Regions from separate parts of the Sus scrofa genome. Here regions 1, 3 and 4 are each linked to region 2. The links are chromatin contacts, called in public Hi-C and promoter capture Hi-C maps. All regions are on one chromosome and are shown on one strand. Each heading gives the region's core, a stretch centred on a gene start, on an enhancer-like site or on the middle of the called end of the contact. The rest is flanking DNA. Distances are from core to core; before and after follow the strand shown.

Evidence for each region. Promoter capture Hi-C pulls out the DNA fragments that hold promoters and counts their contacts. A called contact is a pair of places that touch in the nucleus more often than the background predicts.
Region 1: a Hi-C map of liver shows a contact between it and region 2, with 8 times the contacts expected there. The contact joins the promoter of ZNF470 here to the promoter of ZNF583 in region 2. A contact is called at or near these places in 2 of 47 Hi-C or Micro-C datasets (liver and skeletal muscle).
Region 3: a promoter capture Hi-C map of liver shows a contact between it and region 2, with 3 times the contacts expected there. The contact joins the promoter of LOC100620869 here to the promoter of ZNF583 in region 2. A contact is called at or near these places in 1 of 5 promoter capture datasets (liver) and 3 of 47 Hi-C or Micro-C datasets (heart right ventricle, liver and skeletal muscle).
Region 4: a contact with region 2 is called in a Hi-C map of skeletal muscle, with 4 times the contacts expected there. The contact joins the promoter of ZNF835 here to the promoter of ZNF583 in region 2. A contact is called at or near these places in 4 of 47 Hi-C or Micro-C datasets (heart right ventricle, liver, skeletal muscle and 1 more) and 2 of 2 datasets of contacts at active chromatin or transcription factors (alveolar macrophages and skeletal muscle).

The regions. Positions count from the first base shown.
Region 1 is chr6:60,879,617-60,882,345 of Sscrofa11.1, reverse strand. It overlaps ZNF470 (zinc finger protein 470), which reads left to right and starts at 1,310. Exons shown (of 3, transcript XM_013998861.2): 1 at 1,310-1,391.
Region 2 is chr6:60,719,937-60,722,705 of Sscrofa11.1, reverse strand. It overlaps ZNF583 (zinc finger protein 583), which reads left to right and starts at 1,411. Exons shown (of 4, transcript XM_021095099.1): 1 at 1,411-1,506. ZNF582 (zinc finger protein 582) reads right to left here and starts at 1,661. Exons shown (of 5, transcript XM_021095108.1): 1 at 1,139-1,661.
Region 3 is chr6:60,587,915-60,590,614 of Sscrofa11.1, reverse strand. It overlaps LOC100620869 (zinc finger protein 239), which reads right to left and starts at 1,450. Exons shown (of 3, transcript XM_005664876.3): 1 at 1,241-1,450.
Region 4 is chr6:60,939,180-60,941,879 of Sscrofa11.1, reverse strand. ZNF835 (zinc finger protein 835) reads left to right here and starts at 1,268. Exons shown (of 2, transcript XM_021095092.1): 1 at 1,268-1,433. The coding sequence starts at 1,402.

The DNA of each region.
Region 1 (2,729 bases), core at 61-2,560, 160 kb before region 2:
GCACAGGACATTTTTAGGGCAGTGAAACTATTCTATGTACTACTGTAATGGATACATATTCTTATACATTTCTCAAAACCCACATAAGTGTACAACACAAAGAGTAACCTTAATGTAAACTATGGAGTTTAGGTACTAATAATATATCAATATTGATTCATTAATTGTAACAAATGTACCACATTAATGCATAAATGTTTCCTATAAGTGGTTTTTGTTTGTTGCTTTTTGGGCCACAGCCACACCACATGGAAGTTCCCAAGCTAGGGGTCCAATCAGAGCTACAGCTGCCCACCTATGCCACAGCAACGTTGGATCCAAGCCAGGTTTACAAACTACACCACAGCTCATGGCAACACCGTATCCCCAACCTACTGAGTGAGGGCAGGGATCGAACCTCATGGATACTAGTCGGATTTGTTTCCACTGCACCACAACAGGAACTCCAGTTCCTGTGTTTTTTACAACTGCATGTGGATTATATTTATCTCAAAATAAAATATTTAAAGTCATAATCACCATTTAAGACTAGCTGCTGTTTCCATTTTTGTGGCCATTCAAACATTCAGCAAGTGTTTTTGTACTTGGCCTTGTGGTTTATGGTGTAAGAGTCCCAGCCAGGAAGCCAGATCCCTACCCCAGCTCCCCAACTGGTCTCTGGTGCCACCTCCCTTGTAGGCACCACTGTCCTCGTCTGGAAAGTTGCTTAATTGTAAGGATTAAATACGTGGTTCAAAAATCATAAAAAGCCAAAAACAGGAGCTGGCATATAGGAAACTCAGAAAAGGGGAATTTTTTTTTTTCTTATGATGACTTGCTACTTCTTGTCTCTGTATGCTTTATAAATCCTGTATGCTTTATAAATTTTCTACAAATCAGCATGATTATCACACTCAAGAAGGTTGCCCGCGGAGTTCCCTGGCTGCTCGGTGGGTGAAGGATCTGGTATTGTCACTGCTTTACCCCGCATGCCGTGGATGTGCCAAAAAATAATAATAAAAATAGGGGAGTTTTCTGAAAGAAAGAAAAAGAAAAGGAAAAGATGCCCAGGATGGTCCCTCAGTCCAGCCCGGAAGTCCGGAGTATGGTCCCCCCTCCCTCCCAGAGCAATCCCTCCCCACCTCCGCTTTTTCTCCTTCTTCCTCCCCTTCCTTCCCTCAATCACCAGCCACACCCCCATCCCGTTTGGCCGTGGTTCCGCTGCCGCGGGGGCCTCTGGGAGATGGAGGCGCGCGGTCGGGGCTCGGGCCTGCTCGGCTCCGTGGGTGCTGAGGCCTGAGCGGAGGCGGAGGCGCGCGGGCTTTTGGGAAGTGTAGTCCTCCCGACCGCGCAGGCGCAGTGCGACCCGGAGGGCCTAGGGCGCCGGTCGTTGTCCGGACAGAGCAGCGCTGGTGAGTCCGGCCCCGGGCAGGGCGGAGAGGTGGCGTGCTGACTGAGGGGAGGGCGTGAGGGCCAGCGGGGGTCGTGCTGACTGAGGGGAGGGCGTGAGGGCCAGCGGGGGTCGTGCTGACTGAGGGGAGGGCGTGAGGGCCAGCGGGGGTCGTGCTGACTGAGGGGAGGGCGTGAGGGCCAGCGGGGGTCGTGCTGACTGAGGGGTGGGCGTGAGGGCCAGCGGGGGTCGTGCTGACTGAGGGGTGGGCGTGAGGGCCAGCGAGGAACGTGCTGACTGAGGGGAGGGCGTGAGGGCCAGCGGGGGACGTGCTGACTGAGGGGTGGGCGTGAGGGCCAGCGGGGGACGTGCTGACTGAGGGGAGGGGCGGTCAGGCTCAGGAAAGGGGATTATGGACTGAGGAGAGGAGAGAGGCAGGTGCTTGCAGACCGAGGGGAGGGGGCGTGGGGAGGGATGTGAAGGCTCTGGGGGAGGGAATTGAGGGTTGAGGAGAGGATGTTCGGCCTGAGGGGAGACGTGCCGGCTCAGAGAGAGGGCTGTGAAGAGGCGTGCAGGAAGTTTACCCCGACAGTCTCATGGGATGCAGAAGGGGGTGAACCTGTGTGCACGTGTGTTGGCCCGAGACTGAACCTTTGACATCTGTTTGTGTGGATCTCCTTCTTTGTGAAGGCCGAGGAATATCCCGTGTGTGTGTGTGTGTGTGTGTGAGCGAGCCTACCAGCCTTGGTCTCCGTGGGTGTACTCTGTGTCTAGTCTTGCCTGTCCCTGTGAGGGGTTGTCTCTGGGTGACTGCCTATGTCCACATCCTTCATTGGTTGTGTGCGTGTGTCTGCCTGTATTTCTGTCCTCAGTGTCTCTGAGTGAGGATGTCATCCAGGTGTCCCCCTGTCTCATCTGCCCAGCAGGTCTCCTGGCCTGGGGTCCTCAGATTCCCCAGCCTCTTCCTGCCCCTCAGAGCCTTCTCTGGCTCATGGGAGAATCTGGAAGGTTGAGGGGGCAGGAAGTGTGTGGGTGACAAGATAGGGGATGGGGAGGCTGTTTCTTCTATTGCCTCTCAAAAGTCTTCTTAAATGAGGATCAGAGACCCCTACAACCTCCTGACCAGGGTTGATTTGTTTATGGAATGTGTATTGTGTATTGTGCTATTTTGGGCATTTTGTGGGGACTACCTCATTTATAAGACTCCCAGTAACTCCAGGGTAAGGACCTCATCATCCGCATTTCACACATGGGGAAACCAAGGCTCAGTGATTTAAGTGAGTGACCAAACTCGCCACCCAGGCGTCTGGGTTCCAGAGCTCCCACGCTTAGCCACCAGACAAATGGGAAATCCTTTTTT
Region 2 (2,769 bases), core at 162-2,661:
GGGCTAAGAACCTGACTGCAGCACCCCCACCTCCCCATCCTGAAGTGTTGAAAGATCCTGTGGTTGCCATTGTGCAGGTCACACCCCTAGTTTGGATTCAGTCCCTAGCCCAGGAACTTCCATATGCCAAGAGTGCGGCCATAAAACAAAAGCAACAACAAAAAGACGTCAAACCCACCCATGCCCAGGCTAACTGCCCCTCCTCCCCAACGAAACCAAAACCAGAATGGAAAACATTGAGTATTAAGATGTATTGAGTATTAAGATGCGGAGGCTCATTTCATAAAAACTTAGAGTGCCTGGAGTGTTACAAATATTTAATTCTAAGTAGTGTGTAAATGAAATAATGATAAATGTTTCCTAATAGCACATAACAGGTCTTTTTCCTCGTGACCACTTTTTTTTTTAAGCATTATATGTATCAGCTGTAAATATTCTATTATAGGGCTGGCCTGTGATTTACCCAACCGTTTCCCCAAGGTTGAACAAATTTTGAACAAGATCCGGTAAAATGTTCAAACATGTCACAGCTTCTAAACTAGCCGTTCCGGAGTTCCCGTCATGGCTCGGTGATTAACCAACCCGACTAGTATCCTGAGGATGGGGGTTTGATCCCTGGCCTTGCTCATTGGGTTAAGGATTTGGCGTTGCCCTGAGCTGGGGCGTAGGTCGCAGTAGCGGCTGGGATCTGGCGTGGCTGTGGCTGTAGGCCGGCAGTTACAGATCGGATTAAACCCCTAGTCTGGGAACCTCACTATGCTGCGGAATAAACTAGTGGTTCCAAATCTTCTGGGGTCTTGCAACTCACTTCGTCAAAGATTTAAAAAAAAAAAAAACAACTACGTTAAGAATAAATGCAAAACATCCATAAGCAAGCATTTTCTGGAGTTCAGGACCCTCCAAGAGACACACCCACCTTAGGGATCCATGCACCCGGGCTATGAGCTCGACTGCAGGTAGGGGGCGCCAGCAGGGCGCGCTGCGGGGGCCGATGGGAAATGTAGTCCAGAGCGAGGAAAGCCGCTGACTTACGTGGGGGTAAGACGTTCCGGTTCTGCTTAAGCCCGAGACCTGCCTGGTCGTGGAGCTCGCTCCCGCGCGGATCCTACAACACCTGGCGAGCTCCGGAGCCCCTCACCTGCCGCCTCTTTGGATCCAGATGCCCCCGCTGCCGCGCCCACTCTAGCCTCGGGGCGCTTCCTCCTAGAAACCAGCGGAGTCGGGAGCCGGAAGATGGCGCAGACGCACAAAGCACCGCCGATGCTGCGTCCCGATTGGAACAGCGCCGCAGTTGCTTCTGGGAAACGTAGTCTCCAGGCCCAAAGGCAGTAACCAAACCGCAAGGCAAGATCTCGCGATGTTTCTGGTGGGCGGGTCCGTGCGTGTGTCTGTGTGTGAGAGAAAGAGACCGTCTGGGATGGGACGGGGTGCGCTGTGTCCACAGGCTGCTGCGTGAAGTTGTGTGTTGCGCTTGTTGTCCGCGCGTGGTCGTCTCTCCGACGGCAGGTGAGTGTGTGAGCGGCCGTGGTGGTGCGTGTTCTGACTCGGTGGTTGAGTGTGTGGCTGGGACCGTTCAGCGCCGGGCAGACGTCTGTGTGTGGCTGCAGAGGCGGTATATGTGCGAAGTTTCTTCTCACGTGTTGAGTCGTCCGGACCGTGCAGCAGGCATTTTACCAGATGTTCTGGAGGGAGGTAAAAGCCCTGGAGTTGGTTCCGTAACCAATTTTACAACATCTTGCACAAGAGTTCCCTCGCTGTGGCGAGGCGAGTTGAGTCCCACGGCGTGGCTGGGGTCGCCGTGGAGGCGCCGGGTCGATCCCTGCCCGGTGCAGTGGGTTAAGGAATTCTGCGCGGCGGCTCGGGCGGTATAGGTCTCGGCCGCGGTGGAGTTTCAGTCCCAGTCCCAGTCCCAGGAAACTCCACATGCCCCCAGAGCGGCCAAGAAGTCTATGATGGTAGCTGGGGTATTAGTCCATGAGTTGTCAGCTAGGAGAGAAAGCCTGGAAATATTAAACAGAGAAGCAGACTGTATGATAAGGGTAGCAAGTCATTGGGATAAAAATGGACTTTTTTGTGTGTATCTTTTTAGGGCCGCACCTGAAGCATATGGAAGTTCCCAGGCTAGGAGTCGAATAGGAGCTACAGCCTCTGGCCTGCGCCACAGCCACAGCAAGGCAGGCTCCAAGCCGCCTCTGCGACCTACACCACAGCTCATGGTAACACAGGAGCCCTAACCCACTGAGCAAGGCCAGGGATCGAACACGTGTCCTCATGGATACTGGTTGGGTTCCTTAACCGCTGAGCCACCACAGAAACTCCAGAAATGGACTTCTTAATGAGCAACCCTGAGGAATAACTGGATAACCATTGGGGAAAAAATTAAAGTGTATTCATGCTTCATATCATACAAAAGTATAATCACCAACTTTATCAGAGTTCTAAATTAAACCGTACAAATAGCAGACAAGTACAGAGGTGAATTCCATTATAACCTGAGTGTGTGGAAAGGCTTTCTAATTACGACTTAAAAATCCAAACTTAATACAAGAAAAGACTGCTACACTTGGGAACACAAAGCTAAAGCACTTTGTAAGGCAAAATACACCATAAGCAAAGGCAAAAGAAAAATGACAAAAGTTTTTACAACTTTATATATCTCAGATAAGGAGCCTATATTTCTATTGTATAAAGACAAAAAGCCAAAAAAAAAAAAATGCAAGCAATCCCTAAACTCAACTTTGTAGGTTCTTTTTCATAATAGCAGTGATT
Region 3 (2,700 bases), core at 201-2,700, 130 kb after region 2:
TCACAGGCTTCTTGTCTTTTTTTTTTTTTAATTTTTAATTTTTGCTTTTTAGGGCTGCACCCACGGCATATGGAGGTTCCCAGGCCAGGGCTCGAATTGGAGCTGTTGCTGCTGGCCTACGCCAGAGCCACAGCAACGCCAGATCCAAGCCACATCTATGACCTACACCACAGCTCAGGGCAACGCCGGGTCCTTCACCCACTGAGGGAGGCCAGGGATCGAACCCACACCTCATGGTTCCCAATCGGATTCGTTTCCCTTGTGCCACGATGGTAACTCCACAGGCATCCTATCTTAATAAATCTATTTCTTGCCTGTCAGTTTGTGTCTCGCTGAATTCATTCTGCGTGGAGGCATACAGAAACTGAACATCAGTAAGTCCAGACACTGGGTAAGTGATTCTAATTTAAAAACTGTGGGTTCAGGTCCCAATCTGGGTTTAGGCTGGGTTTGAGTCCCAGCAGATGGGTTCAAGTCTCAATCTAGATTCTGGCTAGGTTCAAGCCATAACCATGAGGACGCAGGTTGCATCCCTGGCCTCGCTCAGGCTCAGCGGGTTAAGGATTTGGCATTGACGTGAGCTGCAGTGTAGGTCACAGATGCAGCTGGAATCTGGCGTGGCTGTGGCTGTGGTGTAGGCTGGTAGCTGCAGCTCCTATTAGATCACCTGGCCTGGGAACTTTCATATGTCACGGGTGAGGCTCTGAAGAAAGACACACACACACAACCCCCAAAGCACCCAGTTTGCAAGTCAACCATGAGACCCCAGAGCAGGGGAGGGACCTGTCCAAAACCCAAGGGAACAATGATCACGATGACAGTCAGAGACGCTAACACTTGAGTGGCTATTGTGTGCGGCGCACCATCTCAAGGCTCTTTAATCCTCACAGCAACCTTCTCTAGGAGTCAAATTCTAGCATCCTCCTCCTTTTACGGATGGCGAAACTGAGGCACAGCGCTAGTGTACCTCGACCAGGGTCCAAGAGCTACTGAGGGCGGCGGAAGGGGCTCCAAAGGTCACTTCGCAAAGCAGGGGAAACAGGCCCAAAGCAGAAGAAACTAGGGGTACAGGGTAGGCCGCCCGTTGGAGGGGGCAGCGGCTCATTATCCGCAAGCCCTTCAAATCTGTCCCATCTTTTCCCAAAGGAAGCTATGATGTCACATGCGGGGGGGCTGTTACCATGGAAACATGTAAGCTGATTCAGAAACCGGGGCTGGGGAATCTACGGATCGCACTTACCTCCCGGGACACTTCTATGGAGCGCGCACTTCCGGCCAAGGAAACGCGGCCGGAGCGTCTGGTTTGCGCAGGCTTCGCCTTTGCCCAGCGCAACCTGCGACAGCGTCGTGTCGCGGGGGGCTTGAGGACCCCCAGACTCGGCCGACCGAGAACGCGCGCTGGGCCAACGCACGGCGCACGCGCACCCCTTGACCTGTCCTTCAAAGCCAGCGCTATGACGACTCCACCAATCGGAATCCTTCTTTTACCCTGGCCCCGCCTCATTCTCTGGCTTCCGGCGTCTCTCTCTGTCTCCAAGGCAACTTTCAGCCTGAGGGCCAGAGACTTCTGGGTATTGTAGTTTAAAAGGGGAGGAGACAACGAGAGTGCCCTTTTCCATAAAAAGAAGAACATGATAAAAATCTTATATTCAAGGATGACTTCGTGGCTAGAAAGCTCTGGCGAATGGTTCCACCAACTTATTTTCTAGGGAAGCGGGAAGGAGGGGGAGGGAGGGGAGGAGGAAAATGGTCGCAGAGACTTTTGGGAGTTGTAGTACCGCACGCTGCGGCGGGGCAGGGAGCCCGCAACAAGATCAGGCAGTGGTCACCGAGCAACTAGGTCGCCGGTGGAAGTGAGAAAGACCCCCGATCCAGCGTTCCCGTTTTCTTTCTCTGGCACTGCTTGCCTGGTCTTGCCACGGTGTCCGGGCCCTTTCGTTGGCCTTGGGGTCATTTGTGGGGGAGGTTCGCCCATCACTTGTGAACTTGTGTTTGGGCGGGTTGTGGGAGGATGCTTGGGGAGTGGGCGTTTGTGGGCTGCCGGCCTGGGATCTGGCAAGCTTGCTTTTTTTTTTCTTAGAGTCCAACCGGCAGTATATGGAAGTTCCCAGGCTAGGGGCCCAATCGGAGCTTCAGCCACAGCAAGGCGGGTTCTTAACCCGCTGAGCGGGGCCAGGCATCGAACCAGCGTCCTCTTGGATACTTAGTCGGGTTCTTACCGCTGAACCTCAGCAGAAACTCTCTGGGAAGCTTTCTTGAAATAGTCTATAGAAAATGATCGTGCCTGGGTGCCTGCTTTCTAGCAACTACTCAGAGCCTTCACCGGATTCATTGGCTCGTTTTTGTTTATTGTTATTTTTTATTCCCAGTTTGGTTGGAGACCTTCAGGCCTGACAACCTAGGCCACTATGGGGTCTCAAGAGCACCCCTGCATCCCCTTGACCGCCTGGGCCTTCATCTAGTCATTCAGCAGTTCATTACAAAATGCCCCGTTGCCATGGAGACAGCAGGGAACAAGGTAGGGGACGGCTGTTTTCAGCGAGGAAACTCTGAAAGGGAACCAGTGTTTCTCAGTCTCGGCGTTGTTGACATTTGGGAGTGGGGCTTGTGTACTGTAGGGTGTAGAGCAGCACCCCTGGCCTCCACCCACCGCTGCCAGGAGCCACACCCCACCCTGCCCCCTAGTCCTGATAACCAAAA
Region 4 (2,700 bases), core at 19-2,518, 220 kb before region 2:
TCACTTCGGAGTTCCCGTTGTGGCTCAGTGGTGAACGAATCCGACTAGGAACCATGAGGTTTCGGGTTCGATCCCTGGCCTTGCTCAGTGGGTTAAGGATCCAGCGTTGCCGTGAGCTGTGGTGTAAGTTGCACACACCGCTCAGATCTGGCGTTGCTGTGGCTGGCGGCTACAGCTCCAATTGGACCCCTAGCCTGGGAACCTCCATATGCCATGGGTGCAGCCCTAGAAAAGATAAATTAATTAATTAATTAATTAATTAATAAAAGAGGTTCACTCTGAACCTCAGTTTGCTTTAAGACAACCCTCGATAATGTGGGGCGGGCCTCATCCAATCCGTTGAAAGCCTTAGGAACAACAACTGAGATTTCCCAGGGAAGAAATTCTGTCTCAGGACGGCCACATCTGTTCCCTGTGTTTCCAGCTGTTGGCCAGCCCTACAAATTCTAAACTGACCCATTCCCACAACTGTGCAAGCCAATTCCTTAAAAGAAATCTCAATCTCTTGATAAATAATAGACAACGGATAGATATCAATACATATGTGTATGGATATAGATGTACACACACACAACTGCTTCTGTTTCTCTGGAGGACCCTGACTGATTCTGTTTATTTTATCACCTTTTTTTAAAACTGAGAAAAACCAGATGTCAACAGGATCATCATTTGCCGCAAAGAGAATGTGGACGTCACATAAATGTTCTTCAGCTGAGGATTGGCTAAATACATGTAAGGTGCAATTCAACTACTTGCCAACCTTGGACGTCTTTTTACCAAGAATAGAGATTCAAGCTATACTTGAGAATATATTTTAATATGATAAACATGAGAGTAACTATGAGTGAAAATGGCTGACCTGGACAGCAAAGGTCTGGAAATTACATCACTTGAGGAGTAGTTGAAAGATCTTTGCATATATACATGTATAATAGGATTGCAAACTCCCGCTCTGGCCCTTTCTGTGCTGTGTGGCCCAGGGTGACTCACTTAGCCTCTCTGATCCTAAGGGTCTCTCATACCTACTTCCTCTCCGCCCCTTCCTTGAGGAAGAAGAGCCCCGCCTCCATATTACTGGCCACGCCCACTATCGCGCCCCGGCGTGGTGGACGGAGCTCGGGGTAGACCAGCCCAAGACCCGCCCCCAACCTCCTTGCCCTCCCCCGGGCTCCGTGAAGGCAGAGTCCAGTCAGACGCATGGCCTTCTGGGAGTTGTAGTTTCAGGGACGCCCATACAGCGGAACTGAGTCTCTGTGCAGGCGCAGCGCGGCGCCTTCTGGGAGTTGTAGTCTTTGGGCTCCCGGAGCCGGCTGCAATTCTCTGGGTCGGTCTGGCGCCTGGGCTCTTCTGTAACGGCTGCCACCTTGACCTGAGTGGCGGGCGCGTCCGCACCACCACAGAATGAGAGGTCACCGAGGGTCCGCGTGGGCCGGGTAGGGCGAGAGACTGTGGCGACCTGAGCCCACCAGGCCCGGCGGGAGCCGCCAGCGGCCTTCGGAGCTGGTCCCCGAGGCGAGCGCGCCGGTGTGTGGTGTGCGCATGCGTGAGTGCGTGTGCGCCTGGGTGCTCTCGTGTCTGTGTGTCGAGGTGCGTCCTCGACTCCCCCTGTGCCTGTGCTTGCGAGGCCCGCCCCTCGAGCCTCTCCACTGCTTTGTGCCGGTGCGGGCGTGTAACTGTGTCGCTGTGTGTGTAGGTCCGCCCGTCACTGTGAGCTATCACTCCAGAACTTTGAGCCCGTGCACCTGTGCCTGTGACTTCGTGTGAGTCCGTACCCAGGTGTCACTGTATGTTTGCACGTGCCTGACCCAGGTGGCCTGTGCCTATGAATTTGAGTGTGTGTTAGGTATTTGGGGTCCTCTATGTGTGATTTTGGGCACGTGTGCAACTTGTTCTTGGTGTGCAGCAATGTAGATGGATTGGCTGGTGTGCCGGATGGTATGAGTGTGCCTGAGTGTGACGGCATGTGGAAGGCTGTGCACGGGGTGTTTATGAGAGACACTGAGAGCATGGGGTTGCTCTGTGTGTGTGTGTGTCTGGAGCCCCCGCACACTTGTGGCTCTGGGCATGTGTGAAGCTCTGCCTGCTGCGTGACTGTGTGTGTGGCCGGGTTTGCCACTGTGGGTGATGTCCCAGGCAGAGCCTGCCTGTCGAGCAGAGCGGCTTGTGTGACTTTGTTGTGTGTGTGCCTGGGGCAGGTGCGCTTGGAGTTGTGTGGGTGTGCCAGACTGCCTGCCTCCTTGTGTGGGGAAGACTGCCACAGCATATGGGTGACTGTATAAGGCCATGAGAGTGCCAAGGAGGGGGGTGATGTAACTCCCACCCCCATGGTGTCATTGTGTGCAACTCCATTTGTGTGTCTGCCACTGAGCATGTCTGTGTCTCCCCTTCGGTGGCCTGTTTGTGTACCTGACACGCCCAGGTTTACCCCGCCCTGAATCCACTTACCTCCCCCCCCCCCGCCACACACACACACAGAGGAAATACCCTGAGTCCGTATTCCACCCACCCACCTGCCTCTACCCCAGCATCTTCATGGGTCCCTGTTTCTTTCTCCCACTGATGCTGACTGGACCCACTGAGGCATGGTTGCCAGGACAGGGGCCACAGCCAGAGTCACATGGACAGGGCCTGATCCTCTCAAACCTGCGAGGTGGGTACCACTGCCTGAGCAGTCCGGCCCCACTCAATCCTGAGGGCTGC